Linked DNA regions of Rattus norvegicus: region 1 is linked to region 2. Evidence: chromatin contacts called from public Hi-C data. All regions are on one chromosome and are shown on one strand. The core of a region is the stretch at or near the end of the contact, and the rest is flanking DNA. Distances in the headings are between cores, read along the strand shown.

Region 1 (6,454 bases), core at 2,588-5,087, 110 kb after region 2:
ATCTCTCTCTGGAGAGCTCATGTTCCACCGTGTGAACAGACCCTTCAGTGCTAGATATCTGTGGGTGAGCAAGGGGCCTGCTCTGACAATTTTCAAGAGATTCCAGAATTTCCTTTTTAAGTTCTTTTTACTCATTCATTCATTCATGCATGCATGTGTGCATGTGTGCCTGTGCATACCACAATGTGTGTAGAGGTCAGAGTTGGCCCTCTCCTATCATATAGTTTCTAGAGCTGTAGCTCAGGTTGGATCTCCTTTGGAGCAATTGCCTTTGCCTGCTGAGCCATCTTGCTGGCCCTCGTTTTGTTCTTGGAGACAGGATCTTATTAAATTACAGCCAATGCTCTTGCCTCAGTCTTTAAACTCTGTGTGTGTGTCTGTTTCTTTGTCTATCTGTTTCTGTCTTTATCTCTCTGCACCTGTGTTTGTCTGTGTGTGTGTGTGTGTGTGTGTGTAGGTATGTGCAGGTGTCCTCATAGTCTACAAGACGGCATCAAATCCTCTACGACTGGAGTTAAAAGGTGATTATGAGCTGCTTGATGTGGGTGGCTGGGAACTAAACTCTGGCCTTCTGCAAGAGCAATTGGAGCTCTGTTGTTCTATCTCACTGGCCCTCTATTTTATTTTATTTTATTTTTAAATTGTTTGACACAGGATCTTGTATAGCCAAGGTTGGTTTCGAGCTCTCCATCTCCAAGGCTGGACTTGAACTCTTTTTTTTTTTTTTTTTTAAGATTTATTTGTTTTATATACGTTGAGTACACTCTAGCTGTCTTCAGACGCGCCAGAAGAGGGCATCAGATCTCATTACAGATGGTTGTGAGCCACCATGTGGTTGCTGGGATTTGAACTCAGGACCTCTGGAAGAGCAGTCAGTGCTCTTAACCGCTGAGCCATCTCTCCAGCCCTGGACTTGAACTCTTGATCCTCTATCTCCTAGATGCTGGGATTACAGGTATGTACTGTTGTGTCTGAGCAAATTCTTTGAGACAGACTCTTACTATGTAGTCCTGGCTACTCTGAAATTCACTATCACCAGGATGGCCTTGAACTCACAGAGATTCAACTTCCTCTGCCCTCTGGGTTCAAAGGTATATAACACCATGCCCAGATCAAAATAAAAATAATAAGATTATTGTAATATAGATTATTTTATATAAATTATAATATAATTATAACACCTATAATACTACTACTACTACTAATAATAATGATAATAATAATAACTGTAGACCAGGCTAGCCTAGAACTCAGAGATTTGCCTGCCTCTGCCTCCCAAGTGGATTAAAGTAGTACACCACCACCACCCCACAGCCTGAAGTTTTTTTTTTAAAGAGACAGTGTCCTTATGTTGTCAGGCCATCTCCAGACTCCTAGGTTCTAAGGAGTTCTGCCTAAGCAGCTGAGCAGTGGAGGGTACATGGATTCATATATGCAAAGTCACCTCTATTTTGATTCCTGGCAATGAACCCAAATCACGGTGGATGGAGCCCAGCACAGGCAAAGCAGCGGAGTATCTGGGGCTGGATTCAGCGCAGGCTGCCCTGCTTGAGACTTGTGACTGCTCTGACAGTCCATGGCCTCTCACATACTGAGTTCATACGCCTGACTGATCCTGTGCACCGAAAGCCTGGGGCTGGGTTCTCCCAAAGCCCCCTCCCTGGAAACAAACAGATGGTCTAGGTTTAGATTCCAGCTCTGTGACTCACTGGCCAAGCATCCCCCAGGCTAGTTATTTTCTCAGTGGCTCAGTTTTCCTTTCTGTGAAGTGGGAGAAATAGCAGTGCTGAGCTCACAAGGATGATCTGGGGAGGGGCAGGTTGAACTTGTTTACACGAAGTGAATTCTACCAGCCAGGAAAGTGCTAAAGAGAGGAAACTAAATAAATAAATATAGTAGGTGCGGTGACCCAAATGTCACTCAGCTGTGACCCCAGTTACCCAAGGGCTCTGCAGTAGGAGGGTGACTTGAAGTCCAACAATTTGGGGCCAGGCCAGGCAATGTAGTGGCATTCCTATCTCAAAACATAATAAATAAATACATAAATAAAGTGTAGTTGAGCACCTTCTGTGCACCAGGCCTGCGAAGCCTTGTGTACTTGGAGTTCAAGGACCAGATCTCCCAGCTCACAGAGCTGACTTTACAGAAAAGGAAGGCTGATGAATGCCTGAGCCACATCCTTCCATTCCTCACAGTCATCACTTGGGAGATACTGTGCCTATCATTCTTAGACTCTGGCCTTCCCAGGCTTTCCGAATCGTATCCCTGGACCTGCCGAGCCTCTGTGGCCTCCCCTGCCCTGGCTCTCGGTATAGTCTTGTGACACCATGCCTGCAGGCCCTTGCAGCCTTGCAGCCCTTGCTTCCTCTGCTCCCCACCTCCACCCCTCTGCCTGCCCAAAGGTTCTGGGCTTCCTAAAGTCTGCTCTGGGTTCAAACCAGTTACTTCTCTACTCTCCGATCTACCCCTTGGTCTCAGCCCTTTGTGCTGTGGGTAGTGACATGTGAGTCTGGATTTTTTTTTTTTTTTTTTTAAGACGGGTTTTCTCTGTATAGCCCTGTTGGAAGTCACTCTGTAAACCAGGCTGGCCTTGAACTCAGAGATCTGCCTGCCTCTGCCTCCCAGTGCTGGGATTAAAGGCACGAGTCACACTACCTCTTTATTTTGCTTCTTGGTGTCTTGTGCCAGCCTAGGACAATGGGTTCAGGCTGGCCAGGTCTGAGGCTTTTATTCTCAGTTGAAGAGGCAAGATAGACATGCTACTTGTGTGCAGAGAGAGAGTGGAGAGGAAAGAAAAGGAAGTGGGCAGAGAGGGGAAGGCCTTACTGAAGGTCACACAGCGCCACCTCAGGCTCAGCCAGGCTGTGGTGTGTACAATCAGAAGGAGGACATGCTCATTCAAATAAGGACAAGAATAATGGCACACTCCCCATCTCCATTTAAAAATAGTCACATTTGCTGACACTCGTTTGGCACTTCTTAGGTGCCTGGTGTCCTGTTCAGACTCTTTACACTGTTAACCTTGGACCCTCCCAGCAGCCAGAAGTGATGAGTTCCACTATTTTTATTTCCGTTTTACAGATGAGGAAACCAAGACACAGAAGGTCTGGGGAACTTGCCTGATGTCACACAGCCACGACAAAGTCAGGGGAGCTTCAAAAAGACAGCCTCATGTGGGCCGGGAGGGACTTGGCCCCCATTATCATTTCCACAGCAGCTCAGCCAGGCTCGCAGAGTTTCACACTGGCCAGGGAGGACTCCGAGTTGGGGAGGGAGGGGGGAGGAGGGGCAGATTCTGGCATAGACCTAGCTGCTACGGGAGCCCCAGGGCTCGTCCTTAGACCTAGGTGGATGTGTTAGAGAGCGCTGTGGTGTGCTAATGGCTATCAAGGAAGGTGACGAGCCAAGGGTCTGGGTCTCTAATGCCTCATCGCCTGCATGAGAGGCCTGAGCAGGGCCATTTGCTACCAGCGTTTTGATGGAGCATGAGGATGGGTGCGCGCGCTCGACGAGGCGAGCCCGGGTTCTTTGTGTGTCCGAGCTCCTGCGCGCGTGCGTGCATGCGTGTGTGTGTGTGTGTGTGTGTGTGTGTGTGTGTGTGTGTGTGTGTCCTGTGTGTGGGCGTGGCTGACCGCCCAGACCCCGCCCTAGGCCCCGCCCAGGCCCGGCCAAGCTGGTATTTTTCCACCCAGCAGGATGGGTGATGCGGAGAGCTGCCTGTTCAGACAACAGACACGCGAGGTCAGGGAGAAGCCGCTTATAAATTACCGCTTCCTCCGCGCCGCCGCCAGCGTCGTACTCCGGGACCTGGCTGCTGCTGAACTCCCGTGCCAAGCCGCCAACGCCGCGATCGCCGCCAATCCCGCCAGCCTCGGGCCGGGCCATCCGCTGTGGGCTTAGCCACCCAGGTACCCAGGGCGTGCGGGCCGCGACTGCAGCCCCCTCCCCGGGCCGCGCTTCGCCACCTCACCGCGTCCCTGCGGGTCTGGCCTCCCCGCGCTCTTTCATCCCCTTCACCCCTAAGGGAGGGAACGAGGGTCTCCTGCTCCGCTCTGCTGGAGAGGGAGTTATTGTTTCCCTGGCGAAGGGGCTGGGGCTACTGGTGCAGCGGCAGGTGTGTGTGTGTGTGTGTGTGTGTGTGTGTGTGTGTGTGTGTGTGTGTGTGTGTGTCCCGCGGAGAGTGTCTCCTTTTCCCTGGATATCTCTGTTTCTGAGGGTGGCTGTTTCTCCACCCTAGGCAGCCGTGTACATGTGCGCCCCGGGGTGTGTGATATTTTCAATGCCCTGGGCTGCCTTACCTGAGTGTAGTGTGGCCGTGTGGCTCTGTCTCCTGATACACACACACACACACACACACACACACACACACACACACACCTTGCCTATGCGAACCTGTACGTGCGTCTGTGTCTCCGGAACGCTAGCTGTGTGCACGTGTGTGTCCCTGATTGTGGCTGTATCCCCTGGGTCCCTGGTTGTGGGCAAGTCTAGTGTCTTTCGGCTGTACCCAAGAGGACATTCCTTGTGCCCAGTGGGCCCAATTGGCATCTTTGGTTCTCCGTAGTATTTAGGAGAGGTAAAAGGGAGGTATGGCTCCAGGTGCTGTCTGGGTGTGGCGCGCAGGTGATAGTGACAGCTGCCCCTAGGTTTGAGTAGCAGACTGAGGCCCGGAGCGACAGCCAGGGGTAATGGGCAGTGGGAAGCAAGCACCAGCTGGACACATCTTCCTCTAGGCTGCTCCCCTTCCCTTTATAGGTTCCTCTTTTGGGTGGGAGATTCTGGTCCGCTCCCACTGGGGAAGCCACACAAGGAACCAGTCTCAGGAACAGGTCCTACAGTCCCAAAGCCTCAGCCTAGACTATCCTGGGTGCAAGGGAGGCGTGTGCTCAGCAGGGCCACCGACCTGGCTATTTTGGTCACTGCTTGGCCTCTGCCAGATCCCTGCCTTCTCCAGGACCAGCCCCAAAGGCTTGGGAGACAGCCGGGGGCCCCCATTTCCTGCCTGGAGAAATAAATCATCTCAAAGACTGCCCAGGCGCTTGACCCGGAGGGTCTTCCGACTGCGGTTTAGTAGCACGTGGCTCCATTTGGATGTCAGTAAATTGGCCTCCGATTTGGCACAGCTAGCTTTCAAATAAATGTCATAGAGATCTTTTTTAAATTAAAAGAAAAAAAATTTTTTGTTTTTTTGTTGCTGGTAGGGAGGGGATCTCACCCAGAGTCTCTAAGCCAGAAGGAGTTTATTTTTATGAGAGAGCTGGTGAGTGCTTAGCAACGGCCTGCCTGCCTCCCTCTTTACCAGGGAGTCATCGGGGAGTGGGGGGTGAAAGGGAGGTGTTTTAGCAAGATGATGGTGGGTGGCTAGAGGGGGAACCTAGGCACCAGCTGAGAACCCATAACAGGATGGTATTGGCAGATGGTTGGAGGTTGCCTTAGATCTTGGTTCAGCCACCCAGCTAACCTTGGGCAATGTTTCTTGTCCTCAGTCTCTTCACCTGTAAAATGGGTGGGGCTTACTACCCATTGGATATGTCAACCAGGGATCCAAGAGTCAGTGCTTGTCCCCAGAAAGACTATGTGTCCCTCTCAATGGTGACCTTGGGTAGTTCTCTTAGCTTGGGCTTGGCTGTCCTGGCGACAAGGACGCTAAGGCCAGCCTCGCCTTGTCCTTGAAGGGATTGAGGGAGATGAGGCTGAATAAGCTTGTGGTAAGCTGTAAAGCCGGGCTCGGCTCTAGAGCTGCTGATTAGAGGGTGTCACGAGGTCTTGGGTCATTGTGGTATGTGGCAAGAGCCATGGTGCTGTCCGGAGAGAGCCTTTGTCCTTTGGGAATACCCTGGTATTGCCTGTAGCTCTGTTGTGGTCAGGCTCCCTGACTTTCTAGCCCCCTCTGTACCCACATCTGCTTGGTGGCATCCGGAGGCTCAGGGGGGTCTGGGGAAGAGCCCATTCTACAGATGGGCTAATTGAGAGCTGCCTAGGAGCCTGTACAGAATTGGGCTTCCAAAAGTTTTGCTGTGGCCAGCTATGCATTTAGGCTTCACAGTGCTTGGGGCACCGATTTGTTGGGGACATTAAGTTGGGAACATTAAGGTGGAGCAGGTTCTGGAGAAAATGAAAGACAAAGGTCTTCTGGTCCTTAGGGCTGGAGGGTGTATGGGGGGAGGGTCCTTAGTACCTCGGATTCCTTCTTGCTTCTCTGCGCCTTTAAGTGGAGCCCAGCTACTATCTATGGCTGCAGCAGGTGTTGTGCCACCCCGTCCCCACCCCACCCCACCCAGAGGCCGCCTGGCACTGGGGGTCCCCATTTCTTACCTTGACTTGTGAGAGGTTTAATTCTCCAAAAGTTTCCAAAGGTCTCAGTGATAAGGTGCCATGAGTCACTGAGCACATTCCTGGACACAGGAAAGAGCTGTCAATCACAGGGACTCCCTGGAGTGTTCCCAGCTAATGC
Region 2 (6,351 bases), core at 3,327-5,826:
GCAATAGGATAAAAAACTCAGTAAGTGGAGCTGAGGTGCAGGCCAGAGCTTCAGTCAGCCCAGCTGAGCAAGACTCTGCTGAGCTCTGGCTGCAGAGAAGCTCTAACCTCTTCCCCCAGCTAGTGGGCTGGCCTCAAAGCAGGCTGAAGGAATGGCAGCCACAAGCCACTGCTGATGGCAGTACACCTGCACAGCCACTATTTGCAGCCACCGTCCAGTGGGAAAGGGGATGGTGGCACACTGTGACTGTAATCTGCATTTCTGTGATGGCAAAGGAGGCTCTATATTGGCCATGTGTGTGTGCTTTGTGATAGAGCACCTAATCGTGGCCCTGTGATTGTTTTTGAAATTTGGAAGTATGTATTTGTTTTATTAATTTATGCAAATTCTTTATATATTTATGCAATCTGACTGTCTCCAGGTAAGCTTTGAGCTCACTGTGTAGCTGAGGATAACCTCAATCTTCTGACCCTACTGCCTCCAATTTCCAAGTGCAGGGATTAAAGGTGGGCACCACCATGACTGGTTTCTGTGACGCCGGCCATCAAACCTCGGGCATCCTACATGCTAAGCAAACGCTCTACCCACTGAGCCACATATCAGCCACTGAGTTGTTTCTCACAGGTGCATTGTAACATTTTCTCTCAACCTGTTTTAAGAACTCTTTGTTGGGCCAGTGAGAGGAGAGGGCTCAGCACCTTAAGGCTCTTGCCACTCAAGCCTGGCAACGTGAATTTGATCCCCAGGTCCCCTGTAAAAGTAGGAGGAGAGGATCAACTACAGAGGGTCATCCTCTGACCTTTACACACGTGCTCTGACATCCTTACACACACACACACACACACACACACACACACACACACACATTCAATTATAATAATATTTTAATTAAAGGAATCCTTGTCTACACCAAGGTTAAGAAGACAGGTTTTTTTTTTCTAGAAGAGTTAGAGTTTTACCTCAAGTCTACAGCCTACCTTAAATCCCTACTCATTTGTGCTCTGATGGTTTTCCCTGGGTGCGGATGATCCACGCCAGTTAGTACCCCTTCGGAGAGCACCTTTCTCGGCTGAAGTGTAGAGTGCCTTCGCTGCAGTCCGGATGACTGACTATGTATGGGTTGGTTTAGAAGCTCCCGTCCTGGTCTGCAGGTTCGTTTGCCTCTGCCTGTGCTGTTATTAGCACGGACTTACAACAACGCCTGGCACTGGCTAGGCAAAGTCCTCTGGGGCTTTGTTTTCTTTCAGAACCATCTTGTATCTTGTCGGCCCTTCAAATAGCCACGTTAGACTTGCAGTCAGCAGACTAGCTTCCTTGTAAATGCTTATGTGGTTGTGGCTTGGGTCTATCCGGGCAACTTGATGACTTAATAATGTGAAGTGTACTGATCGATGAACACAGAACTGGCCTGGGTTTATTTCTGTCTTTTACTTCTCCTTGGTGCCCTGTAGTTTCTGTCACTAATGTCCTGCGCTGCCTCTGTTAGGTTTATTCCCAGTATTTGATGATTCTGGGAATTGAAGGTGGCACGCCAACGGTTTCATTTTTCTCACTGTTACTAGAACACAAAAATGTAATGGATTTTTATGATGATTGGTTCTCATAGCCTGTAGATTGTTGGGGATTTTTCCACACACACAATGTTATCATCTGAAGTAATGGCAAATGTCTCCTTTCCAATCTTACTTTTATATCTGGCCCCATGAAAGCACAAGCTTCCAGTGTGCAGTGCTTACTAAAAATGCTGATAATTGACAGCCATCTCCAAATTCCAGCCTTAGGAGAAAAGCCGCCACCAATGATGATGCTAGCTGCAGTGTGCATGTGTGTGCATGTGTGTCATGTGTGTGCATGTGCACAGCACATACCTGTCAACAGGCAGAGAACATTCTCTCCTGGCCTCTGGCAGTTTTGACCCTGAAGGGTGAGAGCATCAACATACATCTTTCTGTGTCTTCTGATTCAATTCCACCTGTGCCTGAAGCTCTCCAAATGGAGACATGGTCTGTGGCTGGTCTCAGTCCAGAGGGAGGAGACACCCCCAAGTGAGGTCATGGCAGAGGCTACAGGAGTCTGGGAGATGCCCAAAAGGCAGTGGTCAAGGATCCGTGCTCACTTACCTCAGGTTTCCAGACTCCTCTCCACTCATTCCCAAGGACTTGGGATCTGCTTTCTAAATGGAAAACAGGGCATTTTTCTAAAACCTTGAGCAGGCACTGAGTTAGGCATTAGGAGAGGACATGCAACACAGGCTCTGAGTTCTTTCTCGATTGTCCTATGTATCATCTACTGGCAAGCTCTTAGGAGGGACCAGAGCAAGGTTGGAAACAGCCATCTGCCTGTCTGCTGCCTTCACAGCATTCCTTTGTGTGATGGCTATTCCTGGTTGTCATCTTGATTATATCTGGAATGAACTACAACCCAGAGATGGAGGGCTCACCTGTGATCCAGATCTTCAGGCATAGTGGCCATGAAAAATCTGAGGCCCAGGCAAGGTAGTACATACCTTTAACTCCAGGAGACTGAGGCAAGAGTTCAAGGTCAACCTGGGACAAAGCAAGTTTTTTTTTCCTTTTCTCCATCTTTACTAAATTGGTTATTTTTTATTTACATTTCAATTGTTATTACCTTTCCCGGTTTCAGGCAAACATCTTCCTAATCCCTCCCCCTCCCCTTCTATCTGGTTGTTCCCCTCCCCATCCTCCCCCTTTACCACCCTCCCCCCAACAATCCTGTTCACTGGGAGTCCAGCCTTGGCAGGACCAAGGGCTTCCCCTTCCACTGGTGCTCTTACTAGGTTATTTATTGCAGTTGGAGCCCAGGGTCAGTCCATGTATAGTCTTTGGGTAGTGGCTTAGTCTCTGGACAAAGCAAGTTTTAGATCCAGGTGGAACACACATTTAATCTGGGCCACACCTTCTGCTGAACATTGGAAGAAGACAGATTCACTCTTCTTCTACTGCTTGTACTTCCTCTCCAACACATCTGTTGGAGCCTACTTCTACAGAAGACCAGCTTAAACAACCAGCGTCATGAGACTGAGCAACTACTGGATTCTTGGACTTTCCATCCACAGCTGCCCATTGTCGGGTTAGTTGGACTACAGACTGTAAGTCATTACAACACATTCCCTTACTATATGGAGACATACCATAAGTTCTGTGACTCTAGAGAACCCTGACTAAGACACTCTGCCAGGGACCAAATCAGTCAGCCAGAGCGCCAGGAAAGCAATAGCCATGGAAAACAAATCAGATGACCCCCTCCAGTCACGATGCCCTACCACCGTGTCGGCCCTGGCTAGATTCTTGGCCTTCCCAATGCGGTCTGGGCAGACTCCGACATTTTCCTTCCAAAGCCCCAGGAGGCCAAGAGCAGGCCTGCTCAGGGCCATTTCTGTCCCTGGGTCTGCTTTCAGTGGATTTTTGGATTGATGGAGAGAGATTGTGGCTTGTGGGCAATGAGAGGAGAAGGCCTATCGTACTTTCAGGTTTTTTTGGCTTGGCTCAAAGATTCAAACTCCTGCAATTCCCACACTGGATGCCTCCCTTCACTGGGATAAAAGTTTACCTTAAAAAAATGCTGGCAATAACAGCTGTTGTTTCTGGTGCTTTCTTTAACCTCCTCCATTGCCTTCTATAGTAAGTCTCTGTTCCAGTCAGACTAGTTAGGGACCTTTGGGTTACAAGTGACAGACACTGATGACAAAGTAGCCCAACTTCCCCAAAGGAGTGAATGTATTGGTTCACAGATCTAAACATTGTGTGGAAAATCAGCTGCAGGCGTGGCTGGATCCAGGCGTTCATGTGCTACTGTCACTGGGAAGGTGACTCCATCTATCTTTGACCCTGTTTGATTCTCCCGAGAACCTTTTGAGATGGTAGAGAAAGTGGGTTTGCTTTTCTGCATGAAGTAGAACTCCCAGGAAATGCTGTGATTCTCAGTTCATACATCAGCATGGAGAATCAGTTCCTCTTGCAGCACAGGGTCTGAGAATGCAGAAAGGAGAGACCGTGTGTGTGTGTGTGTGTGTGTGTGTGTGTGTGTGTGTGTGTGAAACGGGGTGTTATTCTCAGAATTACATGTGTAGGGTAGGCAAAACCTCTAGGTACCACCTCACCTCGCTGTCCCTGGTCTTGCCTTTATGCATGTTTCACTGCTGGAATGTTCTCTCTCTCAGGCTTAGTGCTTCCTTTCCCTTAGAGGCTCTCCCTGGTTCAGAGGGAACATTCTCCACTGTATGCAGACAAGGACTTGAGTTCACAGACTGCATAAGCTTCCCAGGGTGTGGCTCTAATTAGCAAACTCTCCCGCTCAGAGGAACACCATCGTGATCAATAATGCACAGTCCTGGGCAGCACAACATCCACATGGTGGCCTGCCTCAGTTTCCCTACCAATCTACTCCAAGAGGACACTAAAATACCCTCTGAGATGCCTGTTTAGGATTTGGTTAGCTGCCAGTGTTACTTGGAGTCCAAGCAACAAGTTTCCAAGGGTCCAAAGTTAAGAAGCCATGGTCTCTGGACATGTTCCCTCAGTGCCTTGCTTATTTGCCACTAGATGGCGGTGTTGCCCAGTATCCCCTGGGAACTCCCTGAGACACAGAAGCAGGTCACTTACTGCCAGCCTTCCTGCAAACCATCTAGGACCCCATCTCAGTGCCCAGATAACTGCCCTAGGGTCCTGCTTCTCACTGAAGATGAGTGGGCAGAAACAGGTGGGAGTCTCTGGCTCTTCGGACAATGGCTTCTGAAACTGATCAGTGGAGGGGCCTGAGAGGGAGGCGTCAGGATTCACCACACCGTATCTGTAGGCTTTCAGAGAGTGCTTACCATCCTTCAAAGCCACAAATCCATTAGAAGATTAAGTTGAAAGACGTTCAATTTAAATTTTTAATTACGAAGAAGAATAACAACACAGGAGACATGCCAATAAGCCTCTGGTTTCACCGTGTTTGCTGGCTTTCCACATGGGGTCAGGATGAGAAAACGAAGCCATGCGGACCCTTCAGATAACTACATCTGAGAACTTGGACCGACCCTGCAGCGTGTACATAAAGTCTGCTAGAGTCTGAGATCCATCCATGTTCCTTTGTATTTTCAAAACTACACAAATCAAAAACATTGAAGGAGGCAACTCTATACCCTGGAGAATACGGAAGAACTTGGTATAGTGGGAGTCTTTGCCCCCAGAACCCTGGTACTGAGATCTGCATATAAGCATATTACCCTGCACTTGCAGCAGGGTTAGATCTGAATAGTACTTGGATGGGAGGCAGGTCTACCCGACATCTCTTTGTGGGTATCTATTTTATAGCCCCAGGAGAGTCTCCCTCATATCTCCTAGCTGGTCCTTCCCCTGAGACCTAAGAGCTCAAGGCCTCCATCGAGCTCCAGGTTCCAGTGCAGATGACGCCAGATGGAGCATGCTAGGGCTCCGTCTGCAGGTTCCAGCCCAGCCTCCTTGACGCCAGCTCTCTCTGCCTTTTACCAACACTTACTCATCCCTCTGCGTCCCAGGAGCTTCTTCTCCACGCCAGCTAACCTGACGTGTTAATTAATCCCTCTATTCACAGGCCAATGAGTGATTTACACAACCACGTGTACTCCCTCACACACCACACGTGCTCCCTCCAGGGTGTTTCGAGCTGCGGGTGCTGATAGTGAAACGTGAGTTGGAATGTCCCTCTGTCACCTCCAGGGAGCTTATGTTCTGCTCCTCATCCAGATTGGGATTGTGGAATGAGCTTCCAGGAAATTCTCCAGCCTCAGGTCATTTCTGACCTGTGCTCAGGCGTTCAACTAGAGGCCTGCATGGTCATAAACCATTATCGTCTTTCAGACTCAGGCAACGAGTTACCTCCTCTTGGGAGGCTTCTGGAATTACTGACTTTATGGAACGTCACTGAGGGCTCCACATCAGTGACTGTCTCTCTCACTCTGGTGTCAACTCTGGGGCAGCGGGGACTGCAGTAAAGTAGGGGGTTTCCCAAGGTGACCACAGGCTAAAAGTGTCACCAAGAATGATTCTGATTTTTCCAGACCTTCCAGACTGATTTAACACACACACACACACACACACACACACACGAAAAAAAAAAGTGTCTAATTGTGTATCCCTGGCTGGCCTGGAATTCCCTTTGTAGACCAGACTGACTTTGAGCCCATAGAGACCAGCCTGGCTCTGCCTCCCAAGTGCTGAGACTAAAGGCGTGTGCCACCACACCCTGCTGAAAATGATTGTTAAAAATGTAAAAGGTTCAGGTGTGGAAGTCAGAGGACAACTTGTAGGAATCACTTCTTTCCTTCTACATCATGGGTCCTGGGAATTGAACTCAGGTCATCAAGCT

What was found. A called contact is a pair of places that touch in the nucleus more often than the background predicts.
Region 1: a Hi-C map of Schwann cells shows a contact between it and region 2, with 7 times the contacts expected there. The contact joins the promoter of Slc6a6 here to the enhancer-like site in region 2. A contact is called at or near these places in 5 of 12 Hi-C or Micro-C datasets (the A7r5 cell line, Schwann cells, frontal cortex and 2 more).

The regions. Positions count from the first base shown.
Region 1 is chr4:125,748,665-125,755,118 of GRCr8, forward strand. Slc6a6 (solute carrier family 6 member 6) reads left to right here and starts at 3,838. Exons shown (of 15, transcript NM_017206.2): 1 at 3,838-3,908. LOC102548902 (a long non-coding RNA gene) reads right to left here. Exons shown (of 8, transcript XR_010066220.1): 2 at 6,316-6,395; 3 at 1,445-1,660.
Region 2 is chr4:125,635,600-125,641,950 of GRCr8, forward strand. No RefSeq gene overlaps it. Among named protein-coding and RNA genes, the nearest start is that of Lsm3, 61 kb to the left of the region's middle. Within about 2 kb of position 4,577, at least 3 of the 93 cell types and tissues checked have an H3K27ac peak or open chromatin away from gene starts, as enhancers often do.